Linked DNA regions of Mus musculus: region 2 is linked to region 1. The links are chromatin contacts, called in public Hi-C maps. All regions are on one chromosome and are shown on one strand. Each heading gives the region's core, a stretch centred on a gene start, on an enhancer-like site or on the middle of the called end of the contact. The rest is flanking DNA. Distances are from core to core; before and after follow the strand shown. Region 1 overlaps Ppp3ca (protein phosphatase 3, catalytic subunit, alpha isoform). Region 2 has its middle 31 kb from the start of Gm26107.

The links. A called contact is a pair of places that touch in the nucleus more often than the background predicts.
Region 2: a contact with region 1 is called in a Hi-C map of cerebellar granule neurons, with 2.4 times the contacts expected there. The contact joins two enhancer-like sites. A contact is called at or near these places in 6 of 39 promoter capture datasets (the 3T3-L1 cell line, cranial neural crest, embryonic stem cells and 3 more) and 3 of 484 Hi-C or Micro-C datasets (cerebellar granule neurons, cerebral cortex and cortical neurons).

What each region holds. Positions count from the first base shown.
Region 1 is chr3:136,930,614-136,936,510 of GRCm38.p6, reverse strand. It overlaps Ppp3ca (protein phosphatase 3, catalytic subunit, alpha isoform), which reads right to left. Exons shown (of 14, transcript NM_008913.5): 13 at 4,471-4,500; 14 at 1-1,482. The coding sequence ends at 1,286. Among named protein-coding and RNA genes, the nearest start is that of 1700006H20Rik, 22 kb to the left of the region's middle. Within about 2 kb of position 3,265, at least 6 of the 459 cell types and tissues checked have an H3K27ac peak or open chromatin away from gene starts, as enhancers often do. A contact at or near this core is called in cerebellar granule neurons, where this site is marked.
Region 2 is chr3:137,096,355-137,102,363 of GRCm38.p6, reverse strand. No RefSeq gene overlaps it. Among named protein-coding and RNA genes, the nearest start is that of Gm26107, 31 kb to the right of the region's middle. Within about 2 kb of position 1,578, at least 17 of the 459 cell types and tissues checked have an H3K27ac peak or open chromatin away from gene starts, as enhancers often do. A contact at or near this core is called in cerebellar granule neurons, where this site is marked.

The DNA of each region.
Region 1 (5,897 bases), core at 2,016-4,515:
TGTAACTACAAACTTATTTAAATTTCACAAAGTTTGCTAAACATGCCAACCATCTATGTGTGCACTGACAAGCTTATGTTAAAAACTTTTAAGAATACTCTCCCCTTTAGATTTTTTCAAAGCTTTTGTTTTGATTACAAAATTTCAAAGGCATTAAGCATTTTCGAGAATATAAAGCACACGCCAGTATACATACATTTCCAGTAAATGTCAGGCCACGAAGCGCGTTACAGTCCATACAGGCCGGTACAGCCATTTTATTTTATTTTTTTTTCCTTAAAAAACATGCATAGGCAGAATTTTTTTGTTTGTTTTTGTTTTTTACAGAATATAGAGGCTTCATCACTGCACTATGGTGTCGTGTTCACTATACTTAAAAATGCACCACTCATAAATATTGAATTCAGCAAGCCACAACCAAGACTTGATTTATCAACAAAACCCCTAAATATAAACAGCAAAAAAGATGGGTATAATTATTCCAGTTTTTTTAAAACTTAAAGAAAATGTATTCACTGCCAAATTAATAATGTTCTATGGAAAGAAGGGCATTCAAGCAAACTAAAGAAACCTGAGGTAAGCATGATCTATACAAAATTAAACTGTCGTATTTTTTTTTATTTTTTATTTTTTGGCATTTTAACAAATTTGCAACATTCTTTTTTTTCCAGGTTTTTTTTTTCTTTTTCTTTTCTTTTTTTCTTTTTTCTTTTTTTCTTTTTTTTTTTTTTAAGACTGCCTAATTCAGTTTATAGCCATTGTCTGACAGGAGTAGCAAAACATTATCAATAAATAGTCCTTAGTTAGTTTTTACATCTTTTTTTTTTTCTGTTAAAAATGTTTGATGTCTTCCATTTTAGTGCTGCGACTGTAAACGTACAATAGAGTATAAGAAATTAGACAAAGTTTTCGTGTCCAGTAACAGAATAAAAGGCCTTTCATTAACCTATCTAAAAGTCCCCAGTGCAGTAGGAAAACGCGTTCATTCCCCTAACATTGCAGTATAGACTAGCATTAGCTTTCTTTTTAAAACTTTTTTTCCCTAGAAGCATTTTTTAAAGGCATACCCAAAAGAGGTGTTTAATCACCACCCTCACCAAAATATAGTTTATTATCTCTCTCCCTCTTTTTTTATTTTTATTTTTCATGATAGTGTAAACTGAATCCAATTCCTGGCCCCCAGAGCAAACAAGCTACCTTCAGAGGCAAGAACATCCAACTGCTGAGATGCAGCAATCCCATCATGCCCTGCAGCTCAAAAAAAAAAAAAGTGAACAGGAAGTGGTCACTGGATATTGCTGCTATTACTGCCATTGCTGTCCGTGCCGTTAGTCTCTGAGGCGAGAGCCTTGTTGATGGAGTTAAGGTTGGCGTCAGAGGGCATGGCGTCTCTGCGAGGTGGCATCCTCTCGTTAATTCGGTCTAAGCCCTTGGCCTCCTCGAAGCTAGTGATCTTATGTTGTGGTGAAAATCCTTTGATGGCTAAATAGAAAATCATTAAGAAAAGAGAGAAAGCATTAGGTGGAGCGTACCAAAGGGCACCGCGGCTTCATCAAGTGAGGTTAGAGACTTCAGAGTGGGTGGGAATCCTTTAGTGGAGAACAACGTGACAGGACCTGAAGACAACACAACAGATTCCTTACCATACCGGAGGGAACCAAGGGTTTGGAAACAGCCAATGTCTCTTGCCAACCAAAATGTCCTCTTGAAGAGTTTAAGATGTAAGCATTTCTCTTGTCTTCATCAAAGTTTAGATCACAGAAATCCACAGTGGGTAAGTAAAGGAAAAAACTGTCCCGGGGGCAGGCTTCTGCATCCAGCAATACTGGCCACATCACTGGCTTGATGGCCCATTAACCCTGACCTAAATAGACTACACTTCACCCCATTCTTACTCTACCACTATGCTAGTAATGACAAATTCAGAGGAAGGCCTCTCTACTCCTAACTCTCACCATGGCTTAGAACAGAAGGTCTAAGGAACTAGAAAAGGAATTGACAGGGACATTTCTTTGCCATCCCCCAGGCTGATAAGATTTCAACATTGTGTGTTTGTTGTGTGTGTGTGTGGGGGGATTATAAGCTGTTTTCCCACTTAACAGGAAGATGTATAGTGGGCGAGGAGATAAGAGAAATTGGAAAATAAAGACTACGTAGAGAAGCACTTTCTGCCCTTTAGCAGTGAACAGGTCAAACTGATGTTCATCTGATAGCCATTAGCGCCTACACCAAGGAAAACTCACTCTCAGTAGAGCCACATTGGGTGGCGGCTGAAGAAGAACCAATTGGTTTTGTTACTTTTAACTAAAACCTTGACTTCTCTTTTGTTTTCCTCTAGAGATAACAAAAAAGTATTTGTGAAAAGAAAAAAAACAAAACAAAACAAAACCCTTCCTCAGTGGGTGCACCAACAGTGAGCTGAAAATAAACCACGCAGAAGGGGAACCAATGGCATCAGTTTGCTTGTATTCCCTGTAAAGTGCGAGCCAGGTGCACCTACAGGAGGCCAATCAACAGTGCTGAGTTGGGCTGCCTCTCCACAACTTATTAAGGACAATTTCAAGTTACGTGTCTCCTTGCCACTTTTTGCGGTGGTGGTGGTGGAGAGTAAAGCAGTTTAAAGCCGACACTTTGTCAGCCGCTCATACACAAATGTGCAGCCCTTCATGACAACCCAAGAAGATTCACACAGTTGTTTAAAACTCATTATAAAGAAAAACAGATTGTTCCCCCTCTGCATTTTAAGGTTAGCATAATGGTGATTAGTCAAGTGTGAGAGGAAGAACACAGGGAGATGGGGAAAGACCAAGGCCCAAAGCAAAGCTTCATAATTCGGTAATTCGAGAATAAGCTGGAAAAAGGACTATAGCTGTCTAATGAGCACCCACCCAGAGAATTAACTCAATCATTTTATGGGGGCAAGAATTAACAGACACCTTCCTCTTTTTCTAAATAATATCATCTCATAATCAAAAGTCTGTCGTGGTCAATTATGAAACTTTGATTCATTTAAAGGAAAAAAAAAAGTAGAAGCTCGAGGTTTTGAAGCCAATGAGGTCAGAGCACAGGAATGCAAAACCTTGTAGGACAGAGGCTAGTTGGGGCTGGGGCTCCATTTCTGATCACATCTGTCTACCCCTGTAAGGAAGGAAGCACTCTGCTCTAGTTGCTGGTCAGACAATGGTGTTAGCAATTTACATTGGGAGTATACTTAGCACAACACAGAGCCACAGGGTCACAGAAAACAGCCAAACTCTCAACAGGAATGCACACTGCAGATTAGATGTTGCCAAGAGGAATAGAGAATTCCCACATAAATAGCAGTTTGCTCACTGCTATTTAGGAAACAGTTGTATTTTTCTCTTACATCACTGTCATTTCCCCTACCATATCCAAATCATGAGCAAATTGTAAAGCTAAAGTACACTTTTTACATCATACCAAAGGACCGTATATGCACACAATTTTGTAAAAAAAACCAAAAAACAAAAAAAGTAAAGTTATTTTGCAAGAACAAAATACAACTGAAGAATTTTGTTTTAAAGGGGAACTTCAAGTTATTCTTTCAAAAAAAATTCCAGAGGGTGTGATATGAATAATATTAAAACTATTTTCATGTGTAGCTCTCAGGTAACCAAGAAGTAAAACAGCATTCAATTAAAAATTAGCTACTAATGGGTCCGCGGTACTGCTCTTTCGAGGTGCTAGTAGGCAGTTGGCGACGAAGAATTCTTGATATCCCTTGAAGCTCCTAGCAAGAGACCTAGCAATAGCGCAGACAGGTGAAATGATTAATTAAATGTCTGCTTGATTGTGATTGGCTACTTCCACAGCCACAGATACTCTTGGAGCTCCTAATAAAATATTTTTTTGAATGCTAACTTTCTTCCGAATATCAATTGGTTAAAATTGATAAGGATAAAAGTTTACCTCTACACATCTGTCTCACATTGGAATATTTTTAGAGACATAAGTGATGTTGAATCGTAACCAAGCATTACCAGGCACGAAAGTCTGTTGTTGCAAGCTTGAGAAGACTAGAGTCAACTTAATTTTATTCTTTCGTCTCTGTCCTACTGGATCTGAGGGAGGGGTGGTTCAGCTCAAAGCACATTGTTTTACATATCAGTTGTCAAAGCAGCTGCCAAAACCCCCACCCCACATCACTCATGATATATAGAAATTGATGTATATAAATTACAATCCTTTAGTTGTCTGTGATGAGACTAGGTTCATTGGATACAAGAGTCAAACATAGCTTTAAGGGAAAAAAAAATAAACAAACAAACAAACCATAGAAGGACATTTTCCCCTTTAAAGCAAGAACATTTTGGTTAATACTGAGCCACAACTGTTAGCCCAACACCCACACACTCTGTACAAGCTACAGCAAATAAAAAAAAAAATGAATACACCCAGCAGAGCCCTTGTCTGTTGCAGGCACAACAGAAAGGGGACTGGCCAATTTACCTTCATCAGCCTCAATAGCCTCAACAGTAGCTGAAGAGAAGAAAGGGGGTGCAAAATGAATGAGAAAATGAGTTGAGGATTTCTTAACTCTAAAGAACAAGTCAGTGACGATCAAAGGAACTGAGGGTGTGGGGGGGGGGAACTAATGTTTGTCTAAGTGCTGGCTTTTGGCATAGACAACTAGACAGAAAGACTAGAGAGAAAGGAAAAACACATGCTCGCACGCACACACACACACACACACACACACACACACACACACCACATAAGTGAGACATGTCGGTCACAGCCTGCATACACCTAAGGGGATGAATAGATAGCTTGAAGTCCTGGCTCACTATTCAGTGAGGGAAACATGCTGAGAAGCTTTCTGCTGTGTGGGTTGAACTGATAACTGGGCTATGGAAATCTATGTTGTGTTCTGATTCTTATGGCATTTTAGAATCCATGCTTGGCTTGGTGATTCGTAGTTGAAATGCCAGAGGGATGGGACGGAGGGACGGACGAGCTTTGAGCTGGGTTGTTGATGCTGGTGCTATACTTTGTTACTGAATAGTGAAAGGTGGGGTTTCCAGAGATAGAAATGCAATGGGTGGGGGCTTGGGGGGCTGAGGGCTGGACTTAGAGGGAGATGGATCAGGCTGTCTAGGGGGGAAACAATTCCTGGAGGCAGAGGAGGAGGAGGAGGCGAGGAAGCAGAAGGGAACCACAGAGGGAATGATAAGGCCTGGATATCTTTTATCAGGCAAGCTGAGTTCAAGTTTTTTGTTTTTTCCCTTGTTGCAATTCCAGTTTCAGAAACAAAGTTCCTGAAGTCTTGCATGTCTTGCACGTGGGGGCACGGCAGGAATTGTAATCATTCTATCAGTCCCTTTAGGAACAGGGTGTCTCAAGGTTGAAGTCCCTCAGTGAGGCATCTTAGGATGTGCTGCACTGGCAATTTCGGAGGTCGAGTAAGCCCACTGTCTACTTAGACTTTACCATCTCCCTGTAGAGCTTACGGGTTTCTCTGTTATTACAGCTAGGAGATGTTCCCTTAATTAAATGTCAGAATATTAAACTTATGCCCAAGTTCAAAATGTTTAACATCAATATTTTACCCCTGGACTTCAATGTGTATTCTCTCATAATTGAAAAGTTTACAACTACAACAAGGACTGCTTATGCATGCCAGTTAAAGGTTGCTCACAGTCAGCTAGTGGATGGATCACAGGGCTCCCAATGGAGGAGCTAGAGAAAGTACCCAAGGAGCTAAAGGGATCTGCAACCCTATAGGTGGAACAACATTATGAACTAACCAGTACCCCGGAGCTCTTGTCTCTAGCTGCATATGTATCAAAAGATGGCCTAGTCGGCCATCAGTGGAAAGAGAGGCCCATTGGACACGCAAACTTTATATGCCCCAGTACAAGGGAATGCCAGGGCCA
Region 2 (6,009 bases), core at 329-2,828, 170 kb before region 1:
GCTACTTTCCATGGAAACAAGTAACTCCAGCAAATCTTGTTGTCAAGGTAACAAGAAGAGGGTATTCTTCAGGAGAGGAGGCTACAGTTTATAACAGAAACCAATCCAAGGTCCTTGAAATCGTTCATTTATTGCAGCTGTGCTTAACAATTTTGGTCTTAGACAATAGGCCTATGGTTTAATAGGCTTATAGTTTAATTTTTTTCTTATTAAAATATAGTTACAAGGTTTTGCCCCTCCCTCTTCTCCCTTCTATCCTTCCCATATCCAATGCTACCTGCCTATTCCCAACTAATGGCCTGTTCTTCTTTGACCATTGTTACTACATGCAAACAAATAAACATATAAATGTAACCTGCTGAGTCCATTCACTGTTTTCTGCACATATGTTTCTAAGAACTGACCACTTTGTATTGGATAATCAGGATGTTCATCTCTGGGGAAAACTAATTACCCCTCTCTCAGCAGTTATTAATTGCCTGTGGCTTGCACCTCACCTAGCAGTAGGACCTGGATTGATTTCACCCATTTCACTGTAACGTTTGTTAGAATTCTTCAAGTCTTCTTTGGGAAGCCATCATGTTGAGACTTCATGGAGGTAGCTTCAGTCACACAGCTAAGTGGCACAATCTCTCTGTAGAGTTCCTGGTCTTCTGACTTTCACTATCCTTCTGACCCCTCTACTGAGACAGTCCCTGAGGAGCTGTGCTGGACATGTATCAGTTGGAGCTGCTTCAATTTCCATAATGTCTGTGATCCACTCAAACATCTTGATAATTAAAATGACTGCTTACTATGTCACTCATGCCTCCCACAGCATCATCCATTTTCATCACTCAATTAGCGAAGACATTGGTCTCCTTGATTGTAAGATGTACTGTCACTATTTGGGGCGGGGGGGTGCACATTAAAATAAAGGGATGCGCTTTGCAATGATTGTTTATCATGGAGTAATTACAGAGCCCTTGCAGTTAGTCTCTATATTTCAAGAACTTCTATTTTTCTTCTCCTCTGGATCCAGCAGTTCTTTGTTTTAATTTACATTCCTTTTAAATACCTCCTGCTATTTAAGCAATAATTCCTTCTAAATCAATTGTTAGCAGCAGTTAATGACTGGTTCGTTAATTAATAGCTCAAAGCAAAGCTGAGGGTGTTCTCTGCTCCAGCAAGGCATCAGCCTCTAGCTGGGGTATTACTGCTTCTGTACCCTCTAATCAGTGGCTACTCACAGCCTCACTACCACATATTATTTAAGCTACAAGAATGAATTGAATGGGAAATAGATTACATCATTATCAAACCTAATATAATAATATGTCTATTTTTAAATCATTTGCATGTCCAGATGACCTCCCACTCCATGGGATGAGCCAGTGATAGAATATCAGTATTTGCTGCTTAGGAAACTCCCTGAGCTGTAGCATCTTCTCTCCTCAGCCACAGGGAGCCCAGGGTCTGCTTGCTATAGCTTGCAAAACTTCCTGAATCTTTTCCCAAAATTGTAGCCTTAAGCTCTGCAACTCACTGACAGCAAAAGGAGAGAAACTGTTGCACGTTTTCTGCCTGATAACCATATGGCTTGCTCAGCAACAGGAGCCAAGTCTTTGGTACAGCAAACAGAGAGAGGGCGATGCTTCACCAGTGCAGGAAGCTAAGGAGCAAAGCTTCAGCTCTCCTATCACCTTCAGCCGGTTCTGAGAGATTAGAGGGAAGAAACACAGCATTTCTGTTTTCTTGTGCAAAGAATTCTAGCAACCAAAGAGAAAACAGATGTCAGAAAACAAAATGTCAACAACAATAAAATCAAGCAATCAAACAAAAAACTATACATGGTATAATGTCCTAGAATTTTACTTTTCTTTTTTTTTTTCTGTATATCTTTTTATTTATTTATTTATTTACACTCCAGATTTTATTCTACACCCCATCCACCCTCTGACTGTTCCACAACCTATGCCTCCTACCCAACCCCTGCCTCCAAAAGGATGTCCCCACTCTCACCCCCCCATCTCTCACCCCCCCCCCCCCCATCCTACCTGACCTCTAAACTCCTTGGGGTCTCTAGTCTTTTGAGGGTTAGGTGCATCATCTCTGATTGAACACAGACCTGGCAGTCCTCTGCTTTATATGTGTTGGGGGCCTCATATCAACTGGTGTATGCTGCCTGTTTGGTGATCCAGTGTTTGAGAGGTCTTGGGGGGTCAAGATTAATTGAGATTGCTGGTGCTCCTACAGGGTAGCCCTCTTCCTCAGCTTCTTTTAGCTTTTCCCTAATTCAACCACAGGGGTCAGCAGCTTCTGTCCACTGGTTGGGTGGAAATATCTGCTTTTGACTCTTTCAGCTGCTTTTTGGGTCTTCTGGATGGAGATCATGCTAGGTTCCTTTATGTGAACACCAATAGCTTCAGTGATAGTTTCAGGTCTTGGGGCCTCCTCTGGAGCCAGATCCCACTTTGGACCTGTTGCTGGACCTTCTTTTCCTCAGGCTCCTCTCCATTTCCATCCCTGCAGTTCTTTCATACAGGAACAATTATGGGTCAGAGATGTGACTGTGGGATGGCAACCCTCACTTGATATCCTGTCTTCCTTCTGTAAGTGTGTTCTATAAGTTTTCTCTCCCTACTGTCTGGCTTTTCATCTATGGTCCCTTCCTTTGAGTCCTGAGAGTCTCTCACCTCACAGATCTCTGGTGCATTCTGAAGGGTCCTCTCAACCTCCTACCTCCTGAGGCTGCCTGTTTCCATTCTTTCTGCTGGCCTTCAGGGCTTCAGTCCTTTCACTCACTCAATACTAGATCAGGTTCCCCTCTCCCCACCCCACCCCAATTCACTTTCCCTCTCAGGCCCCTCCCTCCCTCTGCACTTGTGATTGCTTTCTTCTCCTTCCCAAGTGGGAACAAGATGCCTTCACTTGGGCCCTGCAGCTTGTTGACCTTTTTTGAGTTCTGTGAACTGTATCTTGGGTATTCTGTACTATTTATTTACTTTTTATGTATCTATGTATTTGGTTAATATACACTTATTAGTGAGTACATACCATGCATGCCCTTTTGGGTCTCAGTTACCTCACTCAGGATGATATTGTCTAGTTCCATCCACTTGCCTGAAAAACTCAGGAAGTCCTCGTCTTAATAGCTGAGTAGTATTCCATTGTGTAAATGAACCACATATGGCCATGTTACAGGAAAGTGTTACTCATCAGGCAGATGTCTTAAGATTGTGCTAAAGTCATGATTTCAGTTTGCTGTTCTCTTCTATCAGTCTCCAGCTCCTTGAGACTGCATGACAAGGTGGCGTTCATTACAACCCTATATTTACCAAGCACTGAGATACTGCAGTTAAATCTGCTTCTAAATAATATTCTGTGAAATTAGGATACAAACATCCATCCATGTTTGTTTTTTAGTATTTCAGAATGAGCTATTGCCAGGTGACACTTGAGATATGACCACAGAAATGTACATCTTACATTCCAATTACGTTGATGTCAAATTTGCTGATATAACAATGTCAGGGAATCTCAGAGGGGCTAAAGGAGGAGAAAAGTTGGTGCTGTCATAAGTAGTAAGGAAAAATACAGACCAGGCAGTCACGGGCAGAAGAGAGTGATGGCAGAAGAGACATCAGAGTAAGGAACAGAAGAGTGTAAACATATTGCCAAAAGTGCAGAGAGAGAAGGCAGTGCTCACTGGTGTGCTCATTCCTGTGAGAACCACAAGTCATGCTTTTGGCTGAGACAACAGTCATTAAACTTGAAGGTGGCATCTCCTCCTACACAACAAGACCTCATGCTTTCTCAAGGGACTGCTACCCACTCACAGGGGCCTCTGTCCATGAACATTTCATTATTTTTATAATTTCTAAATTTGTACATATCCCTAAAACTCCCTCAAAAATGCCAGAGAAAACAAAATATGCCCATTGAGATGATAAATGGCAAGCAATCTACTCATCTACAGAGATGATTAAAATTTAAAAGATTAAAATATCCTCAGCCATGATGTTTTAGCTAAACTCCATTCTCTAGTGGATTACTGTCCCATTACCGATAATGATATAAGCTTGAAATACAAGGCTTTCATTAAAAAAAAATAATGAATACTCTACACTAAATCCATTTGAACAGTCTTCTAAGACTTAGGGAAAGCAGATTTATATCAATGTTCATAGGGCTTTATTTTCTTAGCTTTATCACTACTCCAAATAGCAACAGCAAAACCTATAATCTTGGTTTGCTGATCATCTAGTCTCTCCCAGGTACTGGGCATCATTTTATCTGATGCAAACAGGGAAGCTGCCTAGGTAGTGTTTTCATATACATTTTACTGAAACCCTCAGATAAGAAGATAAGTTGTGATATGGCTCAAGTCAGACAGTCATCTGACAGTAGACCCAAAGTGCCAGCACACTCAGCCTGAATTGATATCCAATATAAATGGCAGTGGCCTTGGAATCTCGTCTCTGATGTCTATGTCATTTTGCTTGTATCTTTCAAGCTCCATCATTCTGCCATCTTGTGCTTTGTCTCTCCAGATTTTCCGTGCAACCATAACATTACGTCGATTGAAAGAACTTGATTGAAAGGCCCTTCTTGACTTCTGCTGACTCTCCTAACCTAACACTGAGATGGTTGGCTGCTCTCCAGTAGTGCTCCCCACTTCAAAGCTCACCTTCATGGCTGAACCTAAACTTCATCAGAGACATATTTAAGCACCACAGAATTGATCAAGCTTTCCTGGCTATCTTTAGTAGACTTCACTGAGAGTCAACAATGGGTGAATATCATAAATCCAGCAGAGGTGCTCAGCCTGGTAGTTGAGCCAAAGGAAGACTCAATAGCTCATCCAAGGCAGTTATGTGAGCACACCACCTTAGTAATATGAGAGTGCCAACACAACCTTTGGGATTTCCAAATGATCTTTGCAATAATTATACCTGTGGAACTTGAATTAACACTGATCCTTCTACAGTTGTCAAAGCAGAAAAGAACAAAAATTGTATTCATGTCCTAATTACATATCAAATACAGTCTTTTTTTTAATTAAATTGGCCTGTTTTATGCCTTCTACCCACAAGTCTCTGCTTTTAGAAGGTAGGCTGCCATCTCAGCCCTTCACAACTATTAATTAGCTATGAATTGAAAAGCCAGACCTAATCTATGCATCTATTAGTCCAGGACCACCTGTGGTAGATCATGTACCAATATTTTAGCTAATTGGGCTATGTTTATATTATATAAGAATGTAAGAAGAAATAAGTTGTGCACAATAAATTTATTTTTCACACACAATTGACTTAACATATTTGACTTTTAGAACACAATAATTATTCACACAGTTGGCAAATATTCAAAATACTGCAGGAATGGAAACTCAGGCCTTAAAAATAATTTTCACACATTTTCATTTTCTGTGAAAATAGTTCCAGTTCTCTAAGCATTTGTCTCCTAGTTCATTCGAAATATGTAATCCCTGCAAAACTGTGTTCAAAGTCATTCTATACCTCTACATTACAATCGACACTGATGAATCACAACCCAAGTAAGTTATGTGGAAATCCAGGAATCAACTGGGAATAGCACTTTGTCTGTCTCCAATTTTCAGAAGAGAAAGTTCAGGCTATGAACCAGCCACAGAAACATGATCTAAAAAGTTAGGCACCTACAGAGGGTAGCACTGAGTGTCAAGAGGTTATTGGCTGGAATGTTGGATTGCTTGGCCTGAATTTTAGTGATGAGGATGGAGAACATGCAGGTTGCCTGCATCCAAGGATAATTATGAATGTGACCTGGTACAAAGCCATAAACTTACGTAAAATATTGTTTATGTTTATTTATTGAGCTTTCTTCTTTGTTTGCTTGCTTGCTTTTATAACTCTACTTCATGGGTCTCAAGCATGAGGACTGTAGAAGACAGCATCACAAGGTGATGTCAAAAGGCTAGACATCTTTGGTAGACCATGGATGACAGGAAAAATCAAGTATGAGAAGTCTATTTGTTTAAGGAAACTT